2 separate regions of the Anas platyrhynchos genome follow, and region 1 is linked to region 2. The links are chromatin contacts, called in public Hi-C maps. All regions are on one chromosome and are shown on one strand. Each heading gives the region's core, a stretch centred on a gene start, on an enhancer-like site or on the middle of the called end of the contact. The rest is flanking DNA. Distances are from core to core; before and after follow the strand shown.

Region 1 (4,057 bases), core at 449-2,948, 39 kb after region 2:
AAGTTTGAAAACCCAAAAAAAGCCACTGCTTGCCCTTTGATAAGAAAGGCAAGAGTAAGCAAATGCATAAATTAGCTGACATCTGGCAAGTACAGAGACTTACAGGAACACATCCCAAGATCAAATCCCAAGCCTGCATTTGAACTTGCAGTTGTCTATTGATAACATCACCTTCTTGAGCAGGCTGCTGGGAACTGCCAGCAGCAGTTATCCTCCCGTGTCCTTTCTGCCATTCTCTTGTACCAAAAGGTAAGGTACAAGTCATTTGGTGCTCAGTCATATGATTTATTTTTTTTGCATTACAGAGTCAGAAATTCTGCCTACTCCCCATTAAAGCGAAAGGGTTTTAGAAGCATGTATACAGAAAAAAAAAAAAACAAAAAACAAACAAACAAGAATCACAGCCTCGACGCTAGAAAAATCACAAGACGGACTCATTTACATCGGAGGCCTGAACAATCACTGTGCAGTACACCTGATGGGTCCTGAGGTGTTAAAGGCTCGTTTCTAAGTAATTTCACTGCCTCTTTTATAGAGGTACATATAGCTGAAGGTTAACTTCGGTAACATCAAAGCTAGAGTACAAGCACTGTATACAAGGCTCCCTCTCCTGGCCGAAAGACTTAAAAACAACATTCTACCTTACAGCAGTGCTGGTAAAATTGTAAAGAAAAAAAAAAACACCACCCTGTAACTACAATAAACATGCCATTTTATGCACACAGTCCAAACAGAGTCCAAACTGGATATATCACAATAAGCAATACAAATACAATACAATATTTATGCACCCCTGGAAAGGAAGTACCATTATTTTTGGCCAAAAGTATATTGAAGTATCCCTGCACAGAACAGTGCAACTGCCTAGATACATGAAACAAGCATTTAGTACATACTTTCAGAGTTTCTTGTAGATCTGTAACAGATACTGTATCATCTTCCTCATCATCACTACTCAGCTGTTCCTGTGTGCAGTAATGAGTGCTATAGGCAGAGTGGTCTTCTATGGCTTCCAGCCAACTCTGAACAGAAAAACAAAGTTGATACATTTCAAAGGTCATCCCCAGAAGGCAACAGCATATATGCAAAAGAGCAAATTAAAGCGTTCTATCTAGATGACATTCATTCGCAAAATATAACATCTTAGCAAGCAGAAGAGACTGACAAAAATTTCAAAATATTCAAGATAAGATGCAATGTGATCAGAGTGCTGCTAGGACTTAACCGATCAGACTTGAAGTACAAATGCCAGCCACTCCCCAGGTCTATCCAAGCTCACATAAAAACATCATATCGATTAATAAAAGACTGTAAAGAATGTATTTTGCACCTTCAGTTTTCTGTTCAGACAGCAAGGTCTCCATGGCAAAGTCAGCCTTCTTTTGCATGACAAACTGTGTACAAAACTTCAGGCACTACTGTAATTAATAAGTTGATTCTTTTACTGCTCACAGAATGACAGAGTGGCTGAGGTTAGAAGAGACCTTTAGAGGCCATCTGGTCCAAGCCCTGCTCAAGCAGGGTCACTGGGTTGGCCCAGGACCTGATCTAGATGGCTTCCGAGTATCTCCAAGGATGGAAACTCCACAACCTCTCTGGACAACCTGTGCCCCTCACCAGACTCTCTCCATTATATCCATATGTCTGTCACAGTGGGAGCCCAGAACTGGACGCAGCATTCCAGGTGCCTCCACCTCTACTTCATCTCTAGTTGGCACACCTATAGAAGTACAGTACTAACTACACTACAAAAAAAACTCATGTTGTTCCCACCCCCATATCCCCTACCCCCTCCACCACCACCCCCATCCACCTGGAAAAAAATTAAATATCATCTGGGCAATTGGCTAAGAGTAGACCATATCATGAAACCTCCTTTTGTTTGGGATAACGAACTATGACAAAGTACAACAGAAGGAAGTTGCAGTAGAAATCTACCGGATGGAGAAGTTAATGAAAAAGAAGAAGTTAGACTACAGGGCATAGTACAGACTAAGGGCTAGAAAAGAAGGAAGCACTAGTTTTAAAGATGCTAGCAACAATATGCCCATTTCTGCAAGCTAGTCTGTAGTCATGCTAAGAGATTTAACACATGCACTTACGTTACCAAGTCCTGATAGTCAAGATACTGAATCTGTCACTAACACACCCATAGATAGCTGTATCCAAATATTTTCATTATAGAAATCATTACATCTTAAAGCCTTTAATAAAAGCTCATTATTACCTCTCTAGTTTGAGAAGGAAGGCTATTTTTAGGGATCTTGAAACGATGAACGGTGTCGTCAAAACACCTGACAGAAAAGAAGCAACTGTCTGTAGATTTTACCTAAAGCAATGGGGAGAAGAGACAAAATGAGTATAAACAAGCAGTAAGAAGAGGCAAAACAGTAAGAGTAAGCAAGGTGGAGAATTACTCTCAGAAGTTTTTGCCTCCATTTTGATGCAAAACAGATACAGCTAACAAAAGCTTTCTCAGAACAGTTGCACAGAGTGTGCTGACTTGCACTTTACCCCATATGAAAATATAGAAGTTTGTTATGTCAAGACATTATATTTGCATAGCATTAATCGAATCAGACAAGATATCAGTAATGGTGTAAAGCCACTGAAGTTAAGGAATTTGTAGGTATAAAAAGGAAAGAATCACTTTTCATACAAGAACATATGTAACAGAGCTTGTGGTGCCAGTTTACATATCTAGGACAGGCTATCTACAGAAGTACTGAGATTATCCTAAATGCATTCCCCTTGAGCACTTCATCTTTCCGTGCATTATACATCTTTCTTTCCCTCTCATACACTTCAGTAGTAAGAAGGTCTGAGACACAATTATTTTTTCTCCTGAGAGGTGGATTGTTACACCTGACTTTTTTTTTTTTATCGTCTTCCCTCTGCCCCTTCCCAAAAAGGATTCCAACAAGTATAACTGAATTTAAGGAAGTGCTCAGAAGTCAACTTCAGAACTGATTTGTTCTCATCTGAAATGAATTTAATTTACACATTCAGTCACCAGTAGTCAGCAACAGCTACAAGAGGAACTGGTTATTTGCTATTCTGTATCACATGCTACAAATAACTGTTTTGCACAACTGAAGAGGCATACTATCAGGAAGTCTTACATTTGTTTAAATTTTCAGGACTTTGGAAAGAAGTGAGAGCTAAAAAGCAACACAGAATACTTTAATTGACAAGAACCACTGTGGTTTTTGCAACAGCGCAAGCTTTTTCACTTAGTAAAAATAATAGGCAGGCTTAGCAACCTAGCTGAAGCTTTCATCGTCTAGGTACAGAACACTACCACAAAACAACAACAAATTAAAAAAAAAATCATACAGTAGTTACAAGTCTTATTTCACTTCCTACCGTGCACACAGCTTGTGTTAGATGCTTGCATCCCTGACGATGCTCGTTATTTACTGCATCAGCTCTTTGAAAGAAAAAGAGATTTAGTAACAAAGGTTGTAATTATTTATATCACTTATCAGCAATTTAAATAAAGAACTTACTGTCTCCGATACCATGAAAGGACTCCACGGTCAAGTACTATCCAGTAGAGTTTCCAACCAAAAAATCGTGAGCTCTAAGGAAAACCAAACCAAACCAAAAAAAAAGTAAGGTTAAAAGCTGAAACAGTTACTATTCCCAGTGAGCTTAGTTGCTTGAAGGTGATTACATAAAACCATCAGTCATGAGGAAAACATTTTACCTGCTACTTATCATAAAATGGCTTGGGTTGGAAGGGACCTTGAAGACCATATGGTTCCAACTCCCCTACCATGTGCAGGGACACCTCCCACCAGACCAGGCTGCCCAAAGCCCCATTCAGCCTGGCATTGGACACCTCCAGAGATGGGGCATCCACAGCTTCTCTGGGCAGCTTGGGCCAGTGCCTCACCACCCTTGGAGTGAAGAATTTCCTCCTAACCTCTAATCTAAATCTCCCTTCTCCTAGTTTAAAACCCTTTCCTCTTGTTTTATCATTATCTCTCCCAAGCAAGAGGTTGCTCTCCATCTTTTTTATAAGCACTCTAAGTATTGAAAGGCTTCAATGAGG
Region 2 (4,254 bases), core at 1,399-3,898:
GCTTTCAGTCTGTTCTTTGTATTTTAGGGATATAACACTTCTCTGCTAAAGCCACTATGACAAGCGTCAGATGCTTCACAACTCAGGAGACCTGGAGCTACGGATAGAGGCATTCCCTAGCATTTCCACTTCTCCTTGCTTGGTGTTGTGTGCTGTTTCTAACTAGAGCAGGGGAGGAGGAAAAAACAACAGTGACTAAACACACACATGCCCTTCTGTAGGCTAGTGTTACAGGATGACTGAGGTTTATCAGCAGTAAGTACTTTCAGCCCACTGCAGGATCTAATTGGGAGAACAACTTCTCAATTCACCCTTAGCTGGAAGCAGATTACATGCCAGCCAACTAACCTCTGATCTGTTCACTGGCCAGTAACACTGCTAGGTGTGGAGACTGAAATACTAGGGGAGCAGGGAGAAGAGCAAAGTTAAAGTTTCTGTGTAGGTTAAAAACAGCAAACTGCTACCACAAAGTACTTTAAGGCTTAAATTAAAGAGAAAATGCTCTTAATCGAGCAGTATTACACTAAGCAATTCTAATTTTCCCTAGTTAAAAATAAACAAAGAACAAGAAGCAAATTTAAAAAAAAAATAAATCCCTCTCCCCTCTCACTTAGGCCTCAAATGAAACAGTAACTTCAAATCCTTTATCACAGCTTTCTGATTACCCACCATTCCAATGCATTTTCTTAAGATACTCCAAATACTGAAGTCATTTCTGGAAAACATTGGAGATGGCAAGCTTGTTCTGTGGAAAGAAATGGGGAAGAAACAGGAACAGTAAGAGAAGGTTTCCATTACTAATGGTGACTGATAAACCCAACTACTCTTCTTTGAAAGTAAGAGTTTTCCAAATCACCCAGTAAACTGTAAAGCCAAACCACTCTTAGCTAGCACAAAAGGGCTGAGAAGCTTTCATTACAAATACCAATCTCATTTAAACTTTCATGTCCATAAGCTCATTTGAACAAAATTCCATATATTAAATTAAAAATAATAATAATACATTTAAGATAAAAACCAAAAGGGGAACAACAGTCCTACTTTGAATCATATAAGCTGTTTTACCTGACCAGAAAGCTGAATTTTTCCAAAACCAGAACCATTCTCTTCATTTTGTATAAGAGCAATGGAAAAGAATTTCTTTTCATGAAGGACACTGCAGGTACATTCACTACGTCTGAACAGATTTGGGAGTTAAATAGTGGGGTTTCTTCTTGCTAGTCACCTGTGTAGCAACAATGATGGGCCATGGCATTTGTTGCCTATAACTATAATCAACCCTCAGAAAGACATAAAAAAAAAAAAAGAACAGAAAAAGAAGCTTCATTGAAGAGCTGAACAGATAACAACCTTTTCTACAGGGGGCTGACATATCCGGACGCAGGTCTGAAACGTACTTTCAAGACCAACATTTAGGCTGTGCCATACAGCTTGTATTCCTCAGCATTACTTGAAACTGGGTAATGATTTTGTTCCATTTTTGTACTGCTACCAACCAGCTCAACTATTAACCCAATTTACCCAGAGAAAGGCAGAAATATAGGTCAATGCCTTTTGTCCACAGCAACAATGAAATCAGTGTTTGGATTATGAGGCTATTACCAATGAGGAAAATCCTCAATAGATAAGAGCTATCTACAGCTCACTCAAACAGCAAGAACTATTTAATTTCAAAGTTTAGCCAACCCTGCCTCACAATTGGCACAGCACCCTCCTAACCAGGAAGGTGCTGTTTCTTATTTTCTTAAGAGTTGCAGTTTGAATAGGATGTAGGTGCCTCCTCCATCCCACCTTTTTGATAAACAGAAACATTGCCATGGGGAAAGAAAAAAAAATTTAACTCGGGCTAAGTTAGTTTCAGTAGCCCTATTTGCTAAGTTACCTTCCATACTCATCTGTTACTAAAACACCTTTACCAAGGTTGATCCTTCAGTTTTCAGTACAGACAAACAAAAAATGTTCCTTTAAATAAAAGACCTATCCTATCAAAAAATAGGATATGCCTGAATTCCTTAAAAAAGATGGAACTACGTTTCATCTTACTTGCTAGCAGCCTAATGCTGACTTGTTTTACTCAGCCTCCCATGCAGAGAGCATGAGTGGGTAGCAGGATTTATTTAATTGATCGACATGGTATCACTCATTCCCTATTCCAATTTCCCACCAATAGCAAAACATGTGGTGAAACAGATCGTTTTGAATTGTATTAAGTATAAAAACACTTTTGTGGATGCTTTGATACAAATGTCCAGGAGAGGACAGTGTCCACCAAGCAATCAGCGTTACTTTCATTTTCAGTGTTGACTTATTTCTCTGTGTGTCCTTGAATGAATGGAGCTAGCAGAGCATATATTTTTAAGTCCTTCTGCATGTAAAACACTCACATACTTCTGGTTTGAAGTATACATAGGGATTGCTTGCCTTAAATATTAAAATTTACATTTTCATGGAAGTTAATCTCCATTCAATTTAACTACGTGGAAGTTGGCATTCAGTTTAAGCCATTCACCCACATTTCTTCCTGTGAGTGTAAGAGCCAAAACCGATGTGATGTTCAGTTCGTTCCTCCACATAACACATACATAACAAGGAAACAGAACAGCTTTAAGCCACAAAGAAAGCTAGTGGGGGACAAGCGAGGACACGTGCAAAAATGACAGGCAGTCAAGACCTGAGGCCTACTAACCTTGGCCTACTCCCTGTGATTAAGGGAAAGGTTTGTGAGTGCACAAATTTCCTCCCAGATGTCAATCTTAGAAACAACTCCGGAAGTTAATTTTAGCTGTGACAAAAACATCTGCAGGAATTTACTTGCATGTAGAACAGATAAGGTGCATTTAAAGATCATTCACTGAAAAACTCTTGTCCAAGCTTTACCTTTAGCAGATTAACTACTACAGGAATCCTGCTGGGAAGGAGACACAGGGCATGAAAAAGGCATGTTTAGCTCGCTCTTCATGTAAACCTGACCAAAAGACCTCCTGGCTCATGAAGAGCCAAGCACAAACACCTTTGAAAGGTTTCCCTAAAGGGAAAGCTGACTACAGAAACACAGCAGTAAGAAGGAAACAGCAGTGACAAATAGATGTTACGCTATGTTACATCCCACACTTCTGTGGATTTTTATTTTATTTTTTTTTTTAAGTTTGGCTCGGATTAAAAAATTCCCCTTTAAAGAAATAAATGATTCGAATGCTCCCAAACTAGTTATTTAATGTACTACTCCCCCTAATTAGTCAAATCCTCTCCCATGAAGTTTTCAAGAATTATGAAGTGTACTCTCAAATCAGCCTAAAACTACAAGAAGTCACATCAGCCACATTCTTTCAAGCACTATGACCACTCTGTAGGATGCAAGCTATATTAATAAAACCAGACTTAAACAGCAAATTACGAGTCATAACTAAACCCTGGCATTTTCATTTCATTACCTAGCACCTGCCTAGTAAGCTTAAAAGGCAAACAGTCTGTTGAAAATCAGGTTGTAACTGCTACAAACAGCACCTTTGGTGAAATATTTAATGGCACTGACTTCACCTGTCTACATCTGTATATCCCAATACTGGTATTTGTTTTTAAACCAACAGATTTACTCTTGCATCACCAAAGCAACAACAAACCAACAAAAAGCAACCTCCGCCTCCCTGCACAAAACACACACTGCTCAAAAAAAAAAAAAAAAAAAGTAGATGAAGTAGATGGTAGCTCAGGTTTTCTAAATGGAGATAGGAAAGAGTCTTGTTTATAATGACAGGCAAACAGTGTTGGGTACTTATGTGCAGCCCTCCTCTATGTATCTAGTACACTACAGGAAGGTATAAAGATTTTAATCAAAAGAAATTTATCTAGTCTATTCTATAAGCAACTTGCTTACGTGTGGTTAACGAAGTGTAATGATGGAATTAAGTGCTGTTAAAAAATTCTGCTCCCTACACTTTGCGTGGCATGAAGGCAAGGTTTCTGCTCTGAAAAGGACACGGGATGATGTGTATTTGTCTACATGCACTCTAAACTAGCCCCAAAACAGGCACAAATTGGAACCAGCAACTCCAGTTAGGTGACACAGTTCTGAATTCAGACTTGCAGCCAGACACCACAAGCAGATCCCTTACCAGGACAAACACCACAGCCACCACGAGTCTCAGAAACAACGCTAGAAGCACCGCACAACTCCCATCCCCTGAGACAGCTCTTGTGGAGGTAAAGTTTAAATTGGCAGTGCTCTGGGGAAAAACAGTTTGCATCAATAGACTT

What was found. Hi-C and Micro-C count contacts between places; a contact is called where the count stands out from the background.
Region 1: a contact with region 2 is called in a Hi-C map of liver, with 6 times the contacts expected there. The contact joins two enhancer-like sites. A contact is called at or near these places in 4 of 8 Hi-C or Micro-C datasets (liver, skeletal muscle, small yellow follicle and 1 more).

The regions. Positions count from the first base shown.
Region 1 is chr2:41,479,838-41,483,894 of IASCAAS_PekinDuck_T2T, forward strand. It overlaps OSBPL1A (oxysterol binding protein like 1A), which reads right to left. Exons shown (of 30, transcript XM_038174648.2): 11 at 3,510-3,583; 12 at 3,367-3,430; 13 at 2,228-2,329; 14 at 897-1,022. Among named protein-coding and RNA genes, the nearest start is that of OSBPL1A, 21 kb to the right of the region's middle. Within about 2 kb of position 1,699, at least 1 of the 8 cell types and tissues checked has an H3K27ac peak or open chromatin away from gene starts, as enhancers often do.
Region 2 is chr2:41,439,878-41,444,131 of IASCAAS_PekinDuck_T2T, forward strand. It overlaps OSBPL1A (oxysterol binding protein like 1A), which reads right to left. Exons shown (of 30, transcript XM_038174648.2): 19 at 670-745. Among named protein-coding and RNA genes, the nearest start is that of CABYR, 47 kb to the left of the region's middle. Within about 2 kb of position 2,649, at least 1 of the 8 cell types and tissues checked has an H3K27ac peak or open chromatin away from gene starts, as enhancers often do.